Regions from separate parts of the Ovis aries genome. Here region 2 is linked to region 1. A link is a contact called in public Hi-C data. All regions are on one chromosome and are shown on one strand. The core of a region is the stretch at or near the end of the contact, and the rest is flanking DNA. Distances in the headings are between cores, read along the strand shown. Region 1 has its middle 21 kb from the start of TPT1. Region 2 holds the start of COG3 (component of oligomeric golgi complex 3).

The links. Hi-C and Micro-C count contacts between places; a contact is called where the count stands out from the background.
Region 2: a contact with region 1 is called in a Hi-C map of liver, with 2.8 times the contacts expected there. The contact joins the promoter of COG3 here to the enhancer-like site in region 1. A contact is called at or near these places in 7 of 16 Hi-C or Micro-C datasets (blood, hypothalamus, liver and 3 more).

What each region holds. Positions count from the first base shown.
Region 1 is chr10:15,869,287-15,872,240 of ARS-UI_Ramb_v3.0, reverse strand. No RefSeq gene overlaps it. Among named protein-coding and RNA genes, the nearest start is that of TPT1, 21 kb to the right of the region's middle. Within about 2 kb of position 1,675, at least 7 of the 54 cell types and tissues checked have an H3K27ac peak or open chromatin away from gene starts, as enhancers often do. A contact at or near this core is called in liver, where this site is marked.
Region 2 is chr10:15,959,172-15,962,371 of ARS-UI_Ramb_v3.0, reverse strand. It overlaps COG3 (component of oligomeric golgi complex 3), which reads right to left and starts at 1,521. Exons shown (of 23, transcript XM_027973548.3): 1 at 1,239-1,521. The coding sequence starts at 1,415. It overlaps LOC121820418 (small nuclear ribonucleoprotein G-like), which reads left to right. Exons shown (of 1, transcript XM_042254673.2): 1 at 1-1,175.

The sequences.
Region 1 (2,954 bases), core at 426-2,925:
TGTGTGAAATTATGCAAAACCTAAAATTGACCATTTTAACCACTTTAAAGGGTACAATACAGTGGCATCAAGGACATTCACGTTGCTGTGTGACCATCAACACCCTCTTTTTTTTTTTGGACATGCCATGAGGCATTCAGGAATCTTAATTCTCCAGTTAGTGACTGAAACTTCGCCCCTTGCATTGGAAGCTTGGAGTCTTAACCACTGGACCACCAGGGAGGTCCCCAACCGCGTCTATCTTTAAAACTTTTTCATCATCCCAAACTGAAACTCCATACTCACTAAACAATACCTGCTCATTCCCTCTTACCCCGGCACCTGGTAACCTCTATTCTGCTTTCTGTCTATGAAGTTGCCAAGTTCCTTCAAAAAAAAAAAAAAAAGTGGAATCGTCTAGCTTGTCCTTTTGTGGTTGGCTTACTTCCCTTGGTAAGGGTTTCAAGTTTCATCCGTGTTGTATCTATCTTGTGTCAGAATGTCCTTCCTTCTGGAAGCTAAATAATATCCCCTTGTATCTACAGACTGCAGTTTGTTTATCTGCTCATCTGTCCATGGGCACGGGAGCTGTTTCTACTTTTTGGCTACTATGGATAATGCTGCAGTGGACACTGATATACAACTGTCTGTTCAAGTCCCTGCTTTCAATTCTTTTAGAATCGCTGAATTACATGGTGGTTCCGTGCTTTATTCTGAGAAGCCACCTTACTGACTTCCACGGGGGCTGCCGCACTGTATGTTCTACCCAGCAATGCACAGGAGTTCTCATTTCTCTGCATCTCCACCGACATATTTTCAGTTTTGATAACAGCATGGCCATCCAATTGGGTGTTAAGTAGATGCTTTCACCTGCTTGATGCCACTCATGCCTTACAACACCCGGAAAGTTACATCCTACACGACAGGGGAGGAAACTCGAGTTCGGACAGGCTTTGTGGGTCAGGTGACTAGTAAGTGGCTGAGCCAGGATCTGAAAGGACACGTGGCTGGCTCCGAAGCCCATACTCTTTCCACTGGAACACACTTCCTGCCCCAGGAGGCATGTGCTGACCCCCTCCGGAGCCCAGCCTGCGCCAAGATGTTCCAGGCGAGGGAGCAGCCACCACGGGCCACGTGAGTACTGGTAAGGTCATCCCTGCTTCTGGTTGACAAGAGCCGGTGAGGAAACATAGCTGCACCCACAGGGAGACACGTCGATGGCATGTTTGTTCAGGCCAGTCAGTGAGACACAGGAGAAGTGGTGGTGGGTGAAAAGGGCCTTTCAAGAGCACATCCTGCGGGGAGGAGGGCGATCGGAGGGGGGAAGCTGGGAGCCAGGGAGGTATCTAGGGGGCCAGCAGGGGAGCTGACGACTCCTCCAGGGCCTCAGGAACAAAGGCAGCGGGGATGTAAGAGACATGGGTTCGATCCCTGGGTCGGAAAGATCCCTTGCAGGAGGGCATGGCAACCCACTCCAGTATTCTCGTCTGGAGAATCCCATGGACAGAGGAACCTGGCGGGTTACAGTCCTTAGGGTTGCAGAGTCAGATGCGGTTGAAGTGACAGCGCACACACAGGCACCTTGACCCACGCCAGCAACATGCCCTGCAGGAACCTCACGTGGTTTGGGCAGGGACAAGAATGCCAGTGTGCCTGTCCGGGTGCCAACCCAAATCCACCTTAGCCCACAGCCTGCTCTGCACACTTCCCTCCCTGACAGCGGGCAGGTGCCAGCAAGCTCTATTAGCTGTACCAAAACCAAGGTCTACCTAGGGTCCCTGAGGCTAAGGAAGTGGTAAAGTCAGTTTGGAAATTCATGTTCCTCCCTTGCAGTATTTTCTTTATGTTTGTTTTTCCTTTGTTTTCTGGTTAAGTTACTTTTTTTTCCAGGCCGAGCTGTGCCGTCTGCAGGATCTCAGTTCCCCAACCAGGCATGGAACCCCTATTGGGAGCTAGTTGTAACCAATGCATGTTACTTTTTAAAATGTCCATCTTTGTCTTGCTGAAGGAAAGGGAAGGGATTTCTTCAGCCCTGAGCCAAGGTAGCCTGGGAGGGGAGAATGTTTATAGAGGCAGAGAAAGCGTCAGCAGGGTGGCCCCAGTTCCTGGGCTGAGCACAGTCTCTGACGTGGTGGGAGTCTGAGTGTGAAACCCAGAAGTGGAAGCTGAAGGGATTAATTTCCTTCTGTAAGTCTGGCCCCCTCTATTCTCCATTCAGTGAGGGATGGTCTTCCTTCAGCCTACCAGCCCTGGGCAATTTATCCACAGTTATCTCCTTTTTTGTGCTCAGTATCACAGTCATGTCCGACTCTTTGTGACCCCATAGACTATAGCCCACCAGGCTCCTCTGTCCATGGAACTTTCCAGGCAAGAATATTAGAGTGAGTTGCCATTTCCTTGTCCATTTTTTACTTTGAATTAATACTGGTTTTCATTATCATTCATAAAAATTATCATTATTTTATGCATCATTTAGAAAAAAAATGCTGCCAAGTATCATGACATACCATAAAAGGCACCCCAGTATCAGAAATGTTTTCTAAAAAAGATGCATGCCCTAAAGATAAAACAAAAAATAAATGAAATGTTAAAAAAAAGAAAAAAGAAGCAAAAACCTATCTCCATTCCAATACCAACCAATCAACCAACCAACCAACCAAAAGAACCCACAAAAAATAAAAAAATAGAGAAAACACAACAAAAATAATCACCTTAGAATTGATAATTTCCTCGTGGCTCAGCTGGTAAAGAATCTGCCTGCAATGCGGAAGACCTGGGTTCAATCCCTGGGGTGGGAAGATCCCCTGGAGAAGGGAAAGGCTACCACTTCAGTATTCCTGCCTGGAAAGTTCCACGGACTACACAACTGAGTGACTTTCACTTTCTTTTGATTTAGAATTGATAATATGAAGTTTTCAATTTGTCTTCAAGCCACTTGCCAATCAGTGTTTTCTACTTAAGTTTGCCATAAAATT
Region 2 (3,200 bases), core at 272-2,771, 90 kb before region 1:
AGGTAACAGGATGAAAATGAAGAGATTCCATTTACTCCTCTCCAACCGCTTCCCCTCATGCTCAATGGGAATAATAGTTTGTGACCCAAGAGAACAGAAACAAGCTGGGTCACCTTTCTTATGGAACACAGTTTGCCAAAGATACTGTGATGTCCAAGTATACTGCTTTGGTAACAGGCCAGATCCAATTATAAACAGACTGAAATATTTACAGAGCAAACAACTTCTATTCCCCAAGCATAAAAGGCTTTGATGGCAACGCCAAAGCAAATTTCTACCTGCTTCTTCATTTATTTCAAATCCACTTTCAGCACAGACTTATACAGGTGGACAGAGAAACCCAAGAAAGAACACTTGTATTTTACTGCAAAGCATGAGACAGTTTAAGTGAGAACTTTCAAACCAAAGTTCTTATCCTGTAAAAGCTTAAATCGCTAAACTCCACCTGTCTTCGGACACCAAGTGTGTGAAAACAAGGCTTCCAACATCAAAAGTAACTATGGATGCAAATAAAATTACCTTCTGAACCTGGCCCCCCAAACTAGAAAAAGTTTGTCAAACGTCTGACAACTCATGAAAGGTACTTCTTGCTCTTATAATTAATTGAACTGAATCACACAGGCAGTAAAATGCATAGCATCCCAAAATGATAGAACTAGAAACGTTGAGACTAAAACCGAAAGCCAGCATTATCTAATAATGTACCGACCTAGCTTCCAAAGAAAAACATTTTTACTGCTCTGCTGTAAGTTAAATATAAACACAACCTGCACTTGATTCGAGAGCTCAACAGATCAACGTGCGATGAATGAAAACTGTCACCCCAGACTAACTCTGGTCTTCCCCAGGCGCCCCTAGGGAAAACGGAAGCCGGGTAGTCATTAAGGTGGCAAACGAACACCAACAGGAGGCTGTCCTGAAAGCGAAGCACTTCGGGTTCGCCTCGCTCTCCTTCCGGGAGAGGGTGGGCGGCAGGACTGGGCCTCGGTGACCCCAGGGACACCCGGGGCGAGACTCCCGGGGCAAAGCTCCCGGCCAACCGGCCCGCGCCGCAGGGGGAGCGCCGCGGTCCCGGGCAGAGAGAGGCCTGACAGCCCGGGAAGGGGAGCGGCCTCGCCCACTGGAGCCGTCCCCGCGCCCGGGAAGGAGGGCAGAGACCCCGGGAGGCGGTCTGCAGGGCGGGCGTCGGCGGACGCGCCCACGGAGCTGACCCAGCCCGGCCCCCGCCGTCGCCTCACCTCGGCCGGCACGGGCAGGGCCTCGGCAGCCGCCTTCAGGGCCAGCACCGAGTCCGTCTGCCGGTCGGTCAGCGGCGCCTTCGTGTCCGCTCTCCCATCCCACAGAGCTAGCTTCTCTCGAGCGTCCCGCTCCGCCGCCGCCTCTGGCAGCGACAACAGCAGAGACGCCTCCGCCATCGCCGCCTCCCCCGCGGCCCGCAGCAGCAGCGGGGAGGTGGGGACCCCGAGAGAGACACAGAGAGGCCCGGGCCACTTCCGGGAGCGCCGAGGCTTCCAGCGCGGCACCGGCGGCGGGGCGGGGCGAGCCAGAACACCCTGACTCCGGAAGCGATTCCCTCCCCTGCGTGGGCGGGACTGAGTCCAGGACCGACGTGGCTTTCGACGGGGTACAAGTATTTCCGGTTGGGATGTAGACCGAGAGGACGAAGGCTCTAGGGCCTAACGGAAATAGACTTGCCCCTACCGGAAGCCCCTGCCTCAACATCAATAACTTTATTGTTACGTGTCGTTATTGACAACTGTGCTCCGTGACCCTGCCGGCAGGGGCCTTACTGAGCTCCAGGATCTGCTGCCTCCCTCAGCTCACAGCGCCGTAATCTGTGGACTGTGATTTCCGTGTTGACGTGTTGAGTTACCACAACTTTTCAAACATTCAAAATTCCGCTGTTATAAACCTAATTTATGAAAACATAAAAACTCAAAGGCTTAGGTATATCAGACATCATGCATGCTAAGTCGCTTCAGTCGTGTCCGGCTCTTTGCAACCCAATGGACTGTAGCCTGCCAGGCTCCTCTGTCCATGGGGATTCTTCAGGCAAGAATACTGGAGTGGGTTGCCGGCTCCTCCAATATCAGACATCATGCTGCTGCTAAGTCACTTCAGTCGTGTCCGACTCTGTGCGACCCCATAGACCGCAGCCCACCAGGTTTCCCCATCCCTGGGATTCTCCAGGCAAGAACACTGGAGTGGGTTGCCATTTTCTTCTCCAATGCATGAAAGTGAAAGGTGAAAGTGAAGTCGCTCAGTCGTGTCTGACTCTTAGCGACCCCATGGACTGTAGCCCACCAGGTTCCTCTGTCCATGGGATTTTCCGGCAAGAGTACTGGAGTGGGGTGCCATTGCCTTCTCCTCATCATAAATAGTATCAAATAACCACTCAAACGTCCAGCATTGAAGAACTGGATCAATAATTCACGGCACAGATGTGTAATTGGAAAGCTGTTCTGCCATTTATATCATGTAGATTTCAGCAACAAAATAAATAATGATAGTATTTGACCGTAACCTATAGAATAAAATAAATACCTATGAGGTCACACTGATATGAATAAATAAATAAGGGAGAAAAGACTCCACTTTACTAAAGAATTTCAACCAATAAACGTAGAAAGACGGAGGGGAAAAATCATTAAAGATATCATAGCAATAATTAAAAAGCAGGGAAAAATCTAAGGATGCTAAAATTAGTGGGCCAAAGTTTGAGGAGATACAGAAATTTGCGTAGTATCAAAGGATCTCTCAGAGATATTTATTCATGGGGGGAGGTGAGGGTTGCTGTAAACATTACAGTGGAGAAACATCCCCTTAACCAAGAGATCAAGGTCAACATCATCACCATGAAACTCCTAATATCAAGAAGGACACAGTATCACTTTTGTGATATTCTTGCCAGAAATGCAAAACCACATTCTCATTATGAGAAAACATCAAACAAACTCAAATAGACAGACATCCTACAAAACTGCTCACCACTAATCTTCAAAAGTGTCAAAGTCAAAAAAACAAACAAAAAAGTCAAAGTCAAAAATGAGAAGGAAGACTGAGGAACTGTTACATTTAGGGGATGAGAGAAACTTGACAAGTAGATGCAATGTGGGAGCCTGGATTGGATCTTGGGACAAAAAAGGGAAAACTATAGAAAAAAGTTAGCCCTATGGTTTAGATAATAGTAGTGTACCAAA